2 separate regions of the Canis lupus genome follow, and region 1 is linked to region 2. Evidence: chromatin contacts called from public Hi-C data. All regions are on one chromosome and are shown on one strand. Each heading gives the region's core, a stretch centred on a gene start, on an enhancer-like site or on the middle of the called end of the contact. The rest is flanking DNA. Distances are from core to core; before and after follow the strand shown. Region 1 holds the start of ALG14 (UDP-N-acetylglucosamine transferase subunit ALG14 homolog). Region 2 holds the start of RWDD3 (RWD domain-containing protein 3).

What was found. A called contact is a pair of places that touch in the nucleus more often than the background predicts.
Region 1: a contact with region 2 is called in a Hi-C map of blood, with 4 times the contacts expected there. The contact joins the promoter of ALG14 here to the promoter of RWDD3 in region 2. A contact is called at or near these places in 3 of 9 Hi-C or Micro-C datasets (blood and skin fibroblasts).

Annotation. Positions count from the first base shown.
Region 1 is chr6:54,718,724-54,724,525 of UU_Cfam_GSD_1.0, reverse strand. ALG14 (UDP-N-acetylglucosamine transferase subunit ALG14 homolog) reads right to left here and starts at 3,358. Exons shown (of 8, transcript XR_005361187.1): 1 at 3,148-3,358; 2 at 2,212-2,394. It overlaps LOC490151 (TLC domain-containing protein 4), which reads left to right and starts at 3,392. Exons shown (of 8, transcript XM_038541264.1): 1 at 3,392-3,530; 2 at 3,956-4,049.
Region 2 is chr6:54,576,657-54,582,610 of UU_Cfam_GSD_1.0, reverse strand. RWDD3 (RWD domain-containing protein 3) reads left to right here and starts at 3,239. Exons shown (of 5, transcript XM_038541253.1): 1 at 3,239-3,352. The coding sequence starts at 3,268.

The DNA of each region.
Region 1 (5,802 bases), core at 2,109-4,608, 140 kb before region 2:
ACACAGAGAGGCAGAGACACAGGCAGAGGGAGAAGCAGGGTCCATGCAGGGAGCTGGATGTGGACTCGATCCCAGGACCCTGGGATCATGCTCTGAGCCAAAGGCAGATGCTCAGAGCCACCCAGTCGTCTCGTCTTTTCTTTTTTTAAAAGGAAACATTTACTGAATACATTCTTTGAAGATTTAACCTTGCCATTGAATAAAGTCATTAAAATGATGGGCTTTATCTTCCATTTTACTCTTTTATTTATTAAGATATATTCTTTGGGAACAAAATCTTCTCAGGTCTACCCTATCTTAAAATACATTCAGAATCCAATCCCTTCTCATCATCTCCTTGGCTACTACCCTGCACCAGGCCACATCATCCTCACATCAACTATGACCACAATTTCCTGGTCTGCTCTCCTAGCTCCACCTGTCTATTCAAGGTATCAGTCTATCCTCAATACAGTATCCAGTGTGATCCTTTAGGGAGAGTTGATCAAATTATTTACCTCTGCTCAAAACCCTCCAGGGGATTCCATTCTCACATTCAATAAGAGGCATCTCGTAATTTGACCCCTTACTTTTTATCCTCATGGGCCTGGCTTATGTCTACTCCAGCAGCTCTGGCCTCCTTGTGTTTGATAGCTGTCATCTCCCTGAGGCTTTCCCTTACACTTCCGTCTAAAATGCAACCTCCTTTCCTTACCTCATAGTATTTATCACCATTTAATTTAATATACAGTCTATTTATTTCTTTTGTTTTTGTCTCCTCTAACCCTTGTTCCACTGGAAGGTAAGCACGATGATGGCAGGGACTTCTGTTCATTTTGTTACTGCTGATCTCCAGTGGCTTGAAAATAGTAGGCACTCCTATTATTGAATGCACAGGTAGATGAGCATTTGGTATGAAATCTAAAATCTGCCTAAGGAAATCATACAGGATTTCAAAGAAAATTTGTTATTTTTATTGATATTCTTTGAATATATGTGGTTGATTAATAATATTTTATGGAAATCTAAAAGACTAGACTTTTTTTGGTATTCAAAGGTAAATACTGAAAATGCGTTCCTGACTCCTCCAAAATTCTGGGCATGAACTATTATTTGTCTGATCACAAGTCTTTCTTTGACTTGGATGATTCTTTGAGGTCCTTGACCTCCCCCTACCTTGAATGGTGTGAATGACAAAGGCACCACTTGCCAGACTAATTCTCAATTTTAATTTTGGTTCCCAGTCCACCAAATCTAATACTGTCAAGTGAATGGCTCCAACATCCATTCATCCATTCGTTCAAGACAGAAACCTGGACATCATTCTTGAGCCTTTCCTTCGTTCACCTCCCACTTGCAAACCAGAAGTCTCCCTACCTCAGTCTTTGTCAAAACATTGTGACAATGCAAGCTGAATGATCTTTGTAAAAGCTTAGATTTAACTGGGTCACTCTCCACTCAAAAGTATTTTAAAAGCCCCTTTGCTACCAGGATTAACAACAGTCACCATTTATTAAATGCTTATTATATGTCAAGCATTTGCTATACACTTTTAATACCACCACATTTAATCTCTCATCACCTCCTTTCATCTCATATATTTTTTTAAAGATTTTATTTATTTATTCATGAGACACAGGCAGAGGGAGAAGCAGGCTCCATGCAGGGAGCCTGACATGGGACTCAATACGGGTCTCCTGGATCATGCCCAGGGCCAAGAGCAGGCACCAAACCCTAAATCGCTGAGCCACCCAGGCTGCCCTCATCTCATATTTTTTAAGGTGGGAACAGGAAGCTCAGTGGGGTTAACTAATTTGCCCAAGATCAAGTTAGTAAGGGGCAGAGATGTGATTCAATTCCAGGATTACGTTAAGCTAGAGCATAGGGTCCTAACCCCTAGGTGATGTGAAGCAGTGGAGTGGTGCTGATAGCTTTAGAGAGGATGGTTTACAGCGCCCTTTGGGATCTGGACTGGGCTTAGGGCTCCCTATGGAACTCCAAGCAACAGTGCCCTCGCACCTCTGACCACTCCAAGCCCTATCAACTTCTCTTCACACCCTTCCAGTCCTCAGAGCCCCAGGTCCCACTTTCTTTGGTTGACCCTCTTCCTTGGTTGCTTCCTGGTCATCTTTCAAGTCCCAGTTTAGACAGCACTTTGCAGGTTCAGAGAAAATGGTGCCCTTCCAGGAGACTTCCATAGCAGTCTGTACTCCCCAGGTTATAGCTGAATACCTGTTTTGTTTTGTTTTCTATTTTCGTTGTTTTCTGATAGTTTTTCCACGACCTCCATGTCATTCGCTGTGATATCCTTGTACCTTTCACATGGCTTCAGTACCTGGTCTCCACTCTGTGACAAGTAGTAGCAGTAGTCGGCTTTGCTGTCTCCAGAGCTTAGCCTATAGGGCCTGGCCTCTCCTGTAGCTCAATATACGTTAAGTGAATGAAAATAATGAATTATACTTGAACATAAGTTTAGAACACTTGCTCATACTATAAACACTATTCTAAGTGGATACAGTCTCCTAGCATCTCTAAATGCACACAATTTATCTGTCTCTGTCAGAACTTGCCCCATTTAAAATTGTGAGGGCCTGCCGAGTTGGTAAAATTAAATTGTTAAATCTAAATACTCTTAAATTGTATTTCCTGACACAGCAGCTTGTTGTTCACAGTCTGACACCATATTCTGAAATGTGTATTTTCTATGTTGTCTCTATCCTCATGGATTTGTGTATTTTATAAATGTGACAGTTCACTTTCCCTCACTTGCCATGTAGTATTGGTGATCCCTAAACTAAAGACAAAATGCCTCGATTAATAATGCAAAGCAGCAATTTTTTACTCCGGAAGATTGCACGTTACCGTCATGAGGCTTCTGCGTCCTTTCTGCTCAATGATGATTAGTCAGAAGGATACAGGCCACGTGGAAGCTTAATTACCAGCGTAAGTCACTCATTTGTCATTAAAAGATGCCTGCGCCGCGTCTGCAAACCAGCCTTTTGCACCGGCCGCGCGGACCGGGTCCGGTAATACGGGGGGGGGGGGGGACTACAAATCCCAGCAGGCAACGCTCCGAAAACGGCTAAAGAGACTAGAGGAGAGCGCCGCGGTGTACTCTGGGGTTTGTAGTGAGCGACCCAGGCTCGACGGTCACGCCCCAATACTTACCGGACCCAGCCACCACCAAGAGACTGAGAGACTGACGCGGCCCGGGGGCGCGACTACGGAGCACAACCCACAGCCGCAGCGCCAGCAGCGCGGCCCCCGCAGCTCCCGCCGCCGCCAGGAGAAGGACGCTCGCCATGCGGAGACAGGGCGCATGCGCACCACCCTCAGCCGCGGTCAAAGTTCAAGAAGTACGGGCGCCGCGGAGACGCACCCCGGGCGGGGCGGGGCGGGGCGGGGCGGGGCGGGGCGGGCCCGGGGGCGGGGCTTGCCGGCGCCGGGAGGAGCTGGGGCGGCGGGCGGAAGTGCCGCGCGGCTGCTCCCGCGCACGGACTGAAGTTCGGCAGCTTCAGCGCCAGACAAGTGTGATTTCCTGCCGTGACGAGGTCAGGCCACCTGTGCGCCCCAGGGCTCCGGAGCTCCCAAGTCGGAGGTGTCCGGCGCCGCTGACTCGGAATTCCACCTGAGGCCGATAGCATACGCCGCCTGTCTTCATTCTTCCTTCCAACCCTCCTTCCCCTCCCTCCCCTCCCCTCCCCTCCCTCCCCTTCCCTCCCTCCCCTTCCCTCCCCCTCTTCCCCTCCCTCCCCCTCCCCCTCCCTCCCCTCCCCCTCCCCTTCTTTCCTCTGCCCTCCCCTCCCCCCTTTCCCTCTCCTTCCTTCCCCTTCCTCCTTTTTAAATGCCGGAGGAAGTGTTTCTGTTGCACGTGCAGACCGTACTTGCCAGTAAAAGCTACTTTAGTACGAAAAAATTGAATGTAAGGCCCTCATCTCAATCTCTTTCCCGACACTCGTGTTTTTAACTTTTCTAGGCGTCGTCACAGATCTTTGTGATCCGAGTGGCCGAGCGCGATCACCTCCAGCTATGCCATGATCCTGAGAGGAGTGGAAGCTCAGTGACTCAAGGTAGCAGGAGAGAGAAGGCAGCGCCTACAGTTAATACTCAGTTAATTTTACCACAAAGCCAGCACCTCCGCCAGTCCCAATTTTGCGTATCTTTTGAGGCCTATTTGACCCGCATTGCAGCAATATAAAAATAACTGAGATTACAGAAGCCCCCTCACCCCAAGTGTAATTCGTCATCAGTCCCGTACACACTACAGGTTAGACAGGGCAAGTATACAGATGAATGAACAGGTCCCGAAAGATGAAACCGCTTGCTCAAGGGATAGTGGCAGATGGAGATTCAGAAACCAGAAATGCTAACTCCGCATAGGAGTATTACATCGTGTATTCCTTTGCTCCAGACTTGCTTGATGATCACACTTCCCTGGAGCCTAGAATGTGTCTCTTAAAATGCAGTCCCTCAGGAGAGGCCTGGGATCAGGTCATCTAAGCAGTGTATCAATTTCTATCAGCAGGCAAGTCTGAGAAGCATTCAGGGACTTGGTAGCATCATTTTCACAGCGCTTCCCATATTCAGTCTTCCAATCAAATCCTCTTAACCCTACACCCTCACAATGAGGCCAAAAGGTGAATATTATTTCCCTCTTTAAGGATAAAGACACGGGTTCTATAAAAGTTCAATGATTTGCCTAGGATTTCTTAGCTAGGAAGTGGTGGAGAAGGTTTATAGTTGTGGGCTTAGAAGTCAGTGCCTCAAATTTTAATGGAATCAGAATCCCCTGGGCTTATAAATACATAGTTCAAAGTCCAGAGCCTCTGGCACAGTATAAAAAACAACTTAAGTATATTACAAAGGTTGTAGTTTTCTTTCATCTGCCCACTCTGCCATTCCCAGCAATGTCTTCAACGTAAGGCTCGCCCCTTATACTTCAAAGAAGATGTTAGCGTCTCAGAAATTACATGCAGATGGGGGAAATCTCCAGAGCCAAAAAAAGGACATTATCTTGTCATTGGGTCTTTTTTTTTTTTTTTTTTTTAAGGGGTGAGGAAACTTTTGCCTGAATCCCTTACAGCCAACTTTCTTTCATGCTCTCTGGCCATATTTATGTCACTTGCTTATTCATAAAAGGGATGAGACCTCAAAGCTTGCTTGGGTAGGGTGGAGCATGGCATACAACATACCTGTTGTATCCAGCTGTTGGTTGGAGGGTGGGTACTGAACACAATGGTCTCTTGGAGAGAAGGAAGTTGGAGGAGGGTAAAGGAAAGATGATTGTTGGTTAGGCAAATAATAGCGTTTGGATTGCTGTGAAAATGTTGTGTCCCAGATGGCTTTGTAACCCAACACAGGTAATGCAGATGTCAGGCATATTAATAATTACTAGACTGCAGGTCTCAGAAGACACCCTTGCACTCTCCTTTACCCCATCACCTCAATTCTATAATTACCTATATCTGTAGGAAATAACCAGCTTGACCACATTGGCATGCAGCTGGAATGAATGAGGATGATCAAGCTTTTAGGGGTTGCCAGTAAATGCAGTGAATCAAAGAGGGAGGAGTAGCAGACATTGTTTAGAATTATTGATTATTTTGAATTAAGGCTCGGGTCAAAATATTCAGTGTTCCTGACAAGGAAGTTGAGTTCAGAGAGGAGTTAGGTGGCAGGCAGGGACAGGAACAAACTTGGGAACTCCTAAACGAAATCAGTGATCCCTGGGCTGTGACAGGCACGAAATGTGTAGATTATCAAGAGGTCAAGAAGCTGTACTGGATTAATCAGGAAAAGCAAGGCTGAGTGGCAAGCAGCAAC
Region 2 (5,954 bases), core at 1,990-4,489:
AGTTAGTTAACATACAGTGTTATATTAATTTCATGTATATAATACTCTTAGTAGTTTTTTTTTTAACTTATAGTCTTAACATGATCATTTTCCTTATTATGTCCCAGTACTTCAGTATTCTTAGCTTTTTTGATATGATACTAGTATCCAGCCAACCTCTTCTAATACTCTTAAAATTGTGTGTTCTCACATCTATGCCCAAATGGGGTTTGACTTACATTTTCAGACACAGAGTAAGTATTTACGTCTACATACTACTCATGATAAAGTAAGTAAAAATGTTTTCTCAGAAAAGCTAAAAGAACTATTTTCTGAGCTGGTGGTTTAACTAGAGGTGAGATATTTAAAACTTCTCCTTATGGTCTTGGGAAAACAACTGTTTAGCAAGCTGCATGTATAAATAATATTCTAGCAAATCATACACTGTTTGAGAGAGGAGAAGTAGAGAGAGGAAGAGAAAGAGACTGTGCTCTAACTAGACATTCATCCACACGTCTAGACATTCATTCCACATTTAAATATTTAGAATTTTTAGTAGCCTGTGAATACAAGAAAATTTATTACATTAAGGTAGGCTTTAGATATTTGACATGTAGCTGATATTTTCATAGTGTGAGAAATATCAAGCTGACATTATGCTTCTTCTGTGATGATTACTTCCAAATGTCAGAGAGTAGAAACTTATTCATGGGATTTCAGGGCCTTAGGATAGTGTCAATTTAAAAGACATTCACATCGACTTCTTTTTTATTTAAACATGCTAAATGGAGGATGAAAAGCAGGTTGAAAAATCAACAGAGAAAGGAAGAGCAAAGAAGAAACCTATTGACAAGAAAATTTTAAATAGATTGATGTACTCTTACATCAATTTAATGGAATCCTAGCTGACAGCAGGCTTTGTGATTGCCTACTAATATTTCTGACAACTGGAGCCTTGCTGTTCATTTCATTTCGCTCATATCACTTATGTTGAACTTGGGAAATTAAAAATAAGATATGAACTATTTGACTTTTTGTAGACTATCTTTAATAAGTCAAATAACTAATATTTGTATTTTCCTACTGATTTTGGACTTCAAACTAAAATCAAGTAATTTTCAATTAAAAATTTATTCTTTTGTTCACCGTACTCCTTTGTAGCTAATTATGGACCTATTGAACTGCTGCTATTTTGGAAATAAGTCAAAGAAATTTAAAAAATTATTATTAAACAAATTGGCCACATCAGAGATAATTATGGGCTTAAATAAACTTTTGTCTTTCCAATTTTGTGCACAGCAGTGCTCTTAATTACTTGGGGTCACTGAAATCCCATGGCATCCTGAGAAAAGCATTTTTCCTGCAGTCTATCTGGTTAGATTGCCTATCTGGTTTTTCAGAAGCCAGCATGTTTTCCTTCTTAAAAATCCCTCTTTAGGGACAGTGGGAATGATGTTGAGGATGGTAACATGGATTCAGGATCTTTACATTTATTTATTTATTTTTAAAGATGTTATTTATTTATTCATGAGAGACATAGAGAGAGGCAGAGACACAGGCAGAGGGAGAAGCAGGAGAAGCAGGTTCACCACTGGGGAGCCTGATGCAGGACTTGATCCTAGGACTGTGGGATCACGACCTGAGTGTAAGGCAGACGCTCAACCACTGAGCCACCTAGGAATCCCTGGATTCAGGATCTTAAAATCAGCCTTTCAAAAAGAAAAAAAAAATTTATTTATTCATAGAGACACAGAGAGAGAGAGAGGCAGAGGGAGAAGCAGGCTCCATGCTGGGAGCCCGACATGGGACTCGATCCCAGGTCTCCAGGATCACACCCGGGGCTGCAAGCGGCACTAAACTGCTGAGCCACCCAGGCTGCCCAAAATCAGCCCTTTTAGATGTGACTTCTGTAGGTCAATGACAGGAGTCACTGTGTAGCCATCTAAGTTTTCTCATTTATCTAACAAACTTTTTCCTGATACAAAGAAAAATTGTGGGACCTCGAGGAGCTAGACCAGTACTTCTTGGGGCTGCAAAATTTTAAATTGTTACGTAGAAAAACAAAAGGACAAGCCAAACATGCTGACTGATAGGACTATCACAGAGGATCATTGTAATCTTGTTCACTAAATCAAAGCTGGAACAGAATGGATGGATAATTCTGTTACCCTATTGATGGATGTTGCTCAAATTCTTAGATGGAAGCACTGGATTCAAGGACGATCCTTCCATTATTAAGCTTTGAGAGTCCCACTGTTTTGTATGCATCGAATGTCACAAAATGGGTAATATTGAAAAGCTGGAGTTTGCTGCCTTTACACCCTTGCATCCTCAAAGGCCAAAGAGTTTGGGCTGTCGGCAGGGGACAAACGGGGAAGATCAAGACTTTGCTCCCAGCACCCTGGCGCACAGCTCCCCACAAGACCCCAGTAACGTCCTTAGAACGGCAGGACCTGCAGGTCTCTGCTTTTGCTGGGTCAGGAGCAAGAAGTCCCAGAGATCCGGCTCGGGTCCGAGTCCCAGCGCCAGTAACAGCTCGGGGTGCTCCACATTGCGAGAGTCACTCCCAGCTTCACCAAGGACAGGGCGTCTCCTGCCCCGTTAACTGCGAGGTCCCCAACACCTAGGTCAGTTCTGAGCTGGGCCTCGGCTCACTTCCTCACGGGTCACTCTCCTGCTTGTTTCCTCTTCCTAGCCCGCAGGTTCCTTTCGCGCAGTCTGTCCTCCACCCCCGGGGGGGGGGGGGGGGGATGTGGGGGAGGATGTGTGTGTGGGGAGGAGGTGGGGGGGCAGGGGGAGAAGGTGGGGGGAGGAGGTGGGGGGGCGGGGGGAGGAGGTGGGGGGGCAAGGCCAAGATCCGGCGGGAATGGTGCGTTCAAAGCCTGCGCTAAGGTTAGGAGGTTTCAGACTTTGCAGCGAGCCTCCTTGTTCGGTCAGAAAGCAAACGGGTGCGCTGCACGGTCGCCTCCGGCCTCCGGGAAAAGTCTCCCCAAAGAGATGGAGCCTGGCGTCCAGAGTCAGCAAGCAGGAGCTCCTGGAAGGACGTCTGGAGCCTCCGTCCCCTCTGGGCCCGGCGCGCCGGGGAGACTCGGGGCACCCCCTAGTGGCCGCCGGGCCGCGCCGCTCCGGGCGGGTTGGGGAGAAGGCGGCGGCGGCAGGGGCGGGGCATCGGGGCGGGGCGGGGGCGGGGCATCGAGGCGGTGGGCGGGGCATCGAGGCGGTGGGCGGGGCGCCGGGGGCGGGGCGCCGGGGGCGGGGCACCGGGGCGGCGGCGGCGGCGGGGCGGCCATGGCGGAGCCCGCGCGGGAGGAGCTCTCGGCCCTGGCCGCGATTTTCTGCGGGCCGGACGAGTGGGAAGTGCTGAGCCGCTCAGGTGACTGCCCCGCGCCGCAGGGCCCGGGCGTCCTTCCCCTCGGCGCCCGGGACTGGGCGGACTGCAGGTCCACGACGGGAGCCCTCCTCCCACGCTCGCGGGGGGCGCGCGGCGGGGCCGGGCCGCGGGAGGCGGCGGGAGAGCGAGGCGACCGGGCGGGGCGGGGGGGCGGCCTGCTGCTCCCGGAGCCCCGCCCCGCCCCCCCGCGGCCGTGATGCCTGCAGGGCGCACCGTGCACAGCGGCCTGCCCGCCCCCCCGGTTGGAACCCAGCCGCCCCGAGTTGCGTTTCGCCCTCCGTAGCTCGGCCGGGCGCCCTCTGTAGGTGTGTCCGGGGCGCGGTTCTCGGTCTCCGAGGGCGGCGCCCCCGCGAGTCACGGGCCCAGCACCCCGCTCCGCTCCGCTCCCGGGACCGTGCGTCTGCGGTCGGCGCGGCGCCCGCGGCGAGCCTCTGCTCCGTGACGTTTCCGGGGGGCTGCGCCTCTGGCGTCCTCTGCTCCGCCGAAAGGCCCTTGAGCTCCCGGGTCCGGATGCCCCGCAAACGCCCGTGCCCTCTAGGGGCTTACCGTCTAGCGGGCTTCTTTTGGCTCTTTTTTCAATGATAGTTAAAAGGTATTCTGGCCCTGCCTGTGACTTCCAGTAAGTAAAAACCAGGACTGCAGGTGATGGAAAAACGTGCGGTGATGCAGATAATTTTCCATTTTCACTTAGTTCTTAAATATATTATGTAAACTTTTTGCAACGGGATTTAGCCTTTTGTTATTTTATTTATTTATTTATTATTTATTCATGAGAGACAGAGACACAGGCAGAGGGAGAAGCAGGCTCCACGCAGGGAGCCCGACGTGGGACTCGATCTCGGGTCTCCAGGATCGCGCCCTGGGCTGAAGGCCGCGCTAACCACTGGACCACCCGGGGCTGCCCTACCCTTACGTTATGTTTCAGCAACTATTGAAATTGCCTTTTGACCATCCGTTGGTTGACCTTTAAGAAAATAGTCTAAAAAATGTTCTGGGTGTTGTGAGAAAACTGTCTAGGACTTAGGTGGGTTTCATGGTATCATTTGGTTGCTTATTCACACAGGAAGCCAGATTTGGACCTTTTCATTGGTTCTTTCTTGCATCACCTGTGGTCATGTGACCACTGTTTTGTTCCAGACACTGCCAGCCAGTTCCAGTAATGGAGCTGTTTCTTTTTCACTGCCTAGCCTGTCAAATTGCCCTTGACAATCCATAGGAAAGAATTTATTTTTAGTGTTTTCTTGTCACCCCTCTTCTGATTGGATAGCATTCATAATTCTTCATCATCTTATTCACTGTCTCCATGTCTTTCTTTACTGATAATTACTTCTGCCTGAAGGCAGGCTATTTGGGAGATCATCAGTTTTTCTAAATTCTTTCATAACGGCTCAATTGGAATGTCTCGGAAAATTGCGTGATTTCCCATTACACCTTAAAGAGGACGGAGTGGTAGTGAGCTGGGTCAGGAGTACATCGCTCAGCCTAAGATACTACTGAGGGGTCAGAGAAAAACCTAAACAAGTAACCCTAGAAAGAAAGAGAGCAGTTTCTTAATAGGGAGAACACTGTGGACCCTTTATCTGCTGTTAAATTGAGCGTGACTTTCAAGCCATGCCTCCTAATTAATTTAATTCAGCGTTCTGGCATCAATAAGTAATTGAATTATAAAAGAATTCAGTGTAACAACTTAGGACATTTTGTTGCTGAAAGGTTCATTGGAGAATAGAACAATTCAGTGATTGAAATAGGGTTGTTTGATGTTCACAACTGGGAATTAAGGGTAAGGTAAGGCCTTCTTTAATAGACCACAATAAACATACAGTGGGCTACTGGCTGCCATTCTCTGGGTCACTGTCGGCCTGGGGTGGAGGATAGGAAATTGATACCAGAACATTCTTAACACCATCAGTTCCTTTCTGGCCTCCCCACAAATAATGCATCTCCTTGTTCCTCCTGGAATCAGGAGAATATTGTGGGATATTGTGGGTTGGATTGTATTTCTGGTTTGAGGTTGCCCAGGAAGGGTTAGGCTGCCTGCCCAAAGGTCAGCTATTAAGGCCATAAGATTGAAGAGGCTGACTAATTAGAATCAGAGTTGGGCTAATTTGTGCTGGGAACTAAGCACATGGCCTCTTTACAATGGTTATAGTAAGCTTATAGTAAGAGGCATCCAGTATAACTGTCTCTTATGGGTACAAATTATGCAACCCCCCACACTGCTATCTACTAGGAAAGGCTGTGGGGTAGACCAAATCCAAAATATTTTACCCCCCCTCATACAGTGCAGTCAGGCCAGGTGCCAGGTTTAATGAGGTCACCTTCCATGTACCTGATACTTCATATGTATCTTACTTGATGAGGAGTACTCTTAGCTTTGTTTTATAGAGAAGTTAACAGATGCTCAGGCTGGTTAAGTAACCACCAGGAACAGAATGTATGGACCTTTGTACTGTATCATACTCCTTGATAGAGATGGGGCTGTTGTGTGAGGAAAAGAATTCTTAGCAAGGATAACACTTGTGAAAGAGCATTAATGATCACTCAGAGAAAGGAGATGGGTATCACCCAACTTATATTCAGAGTA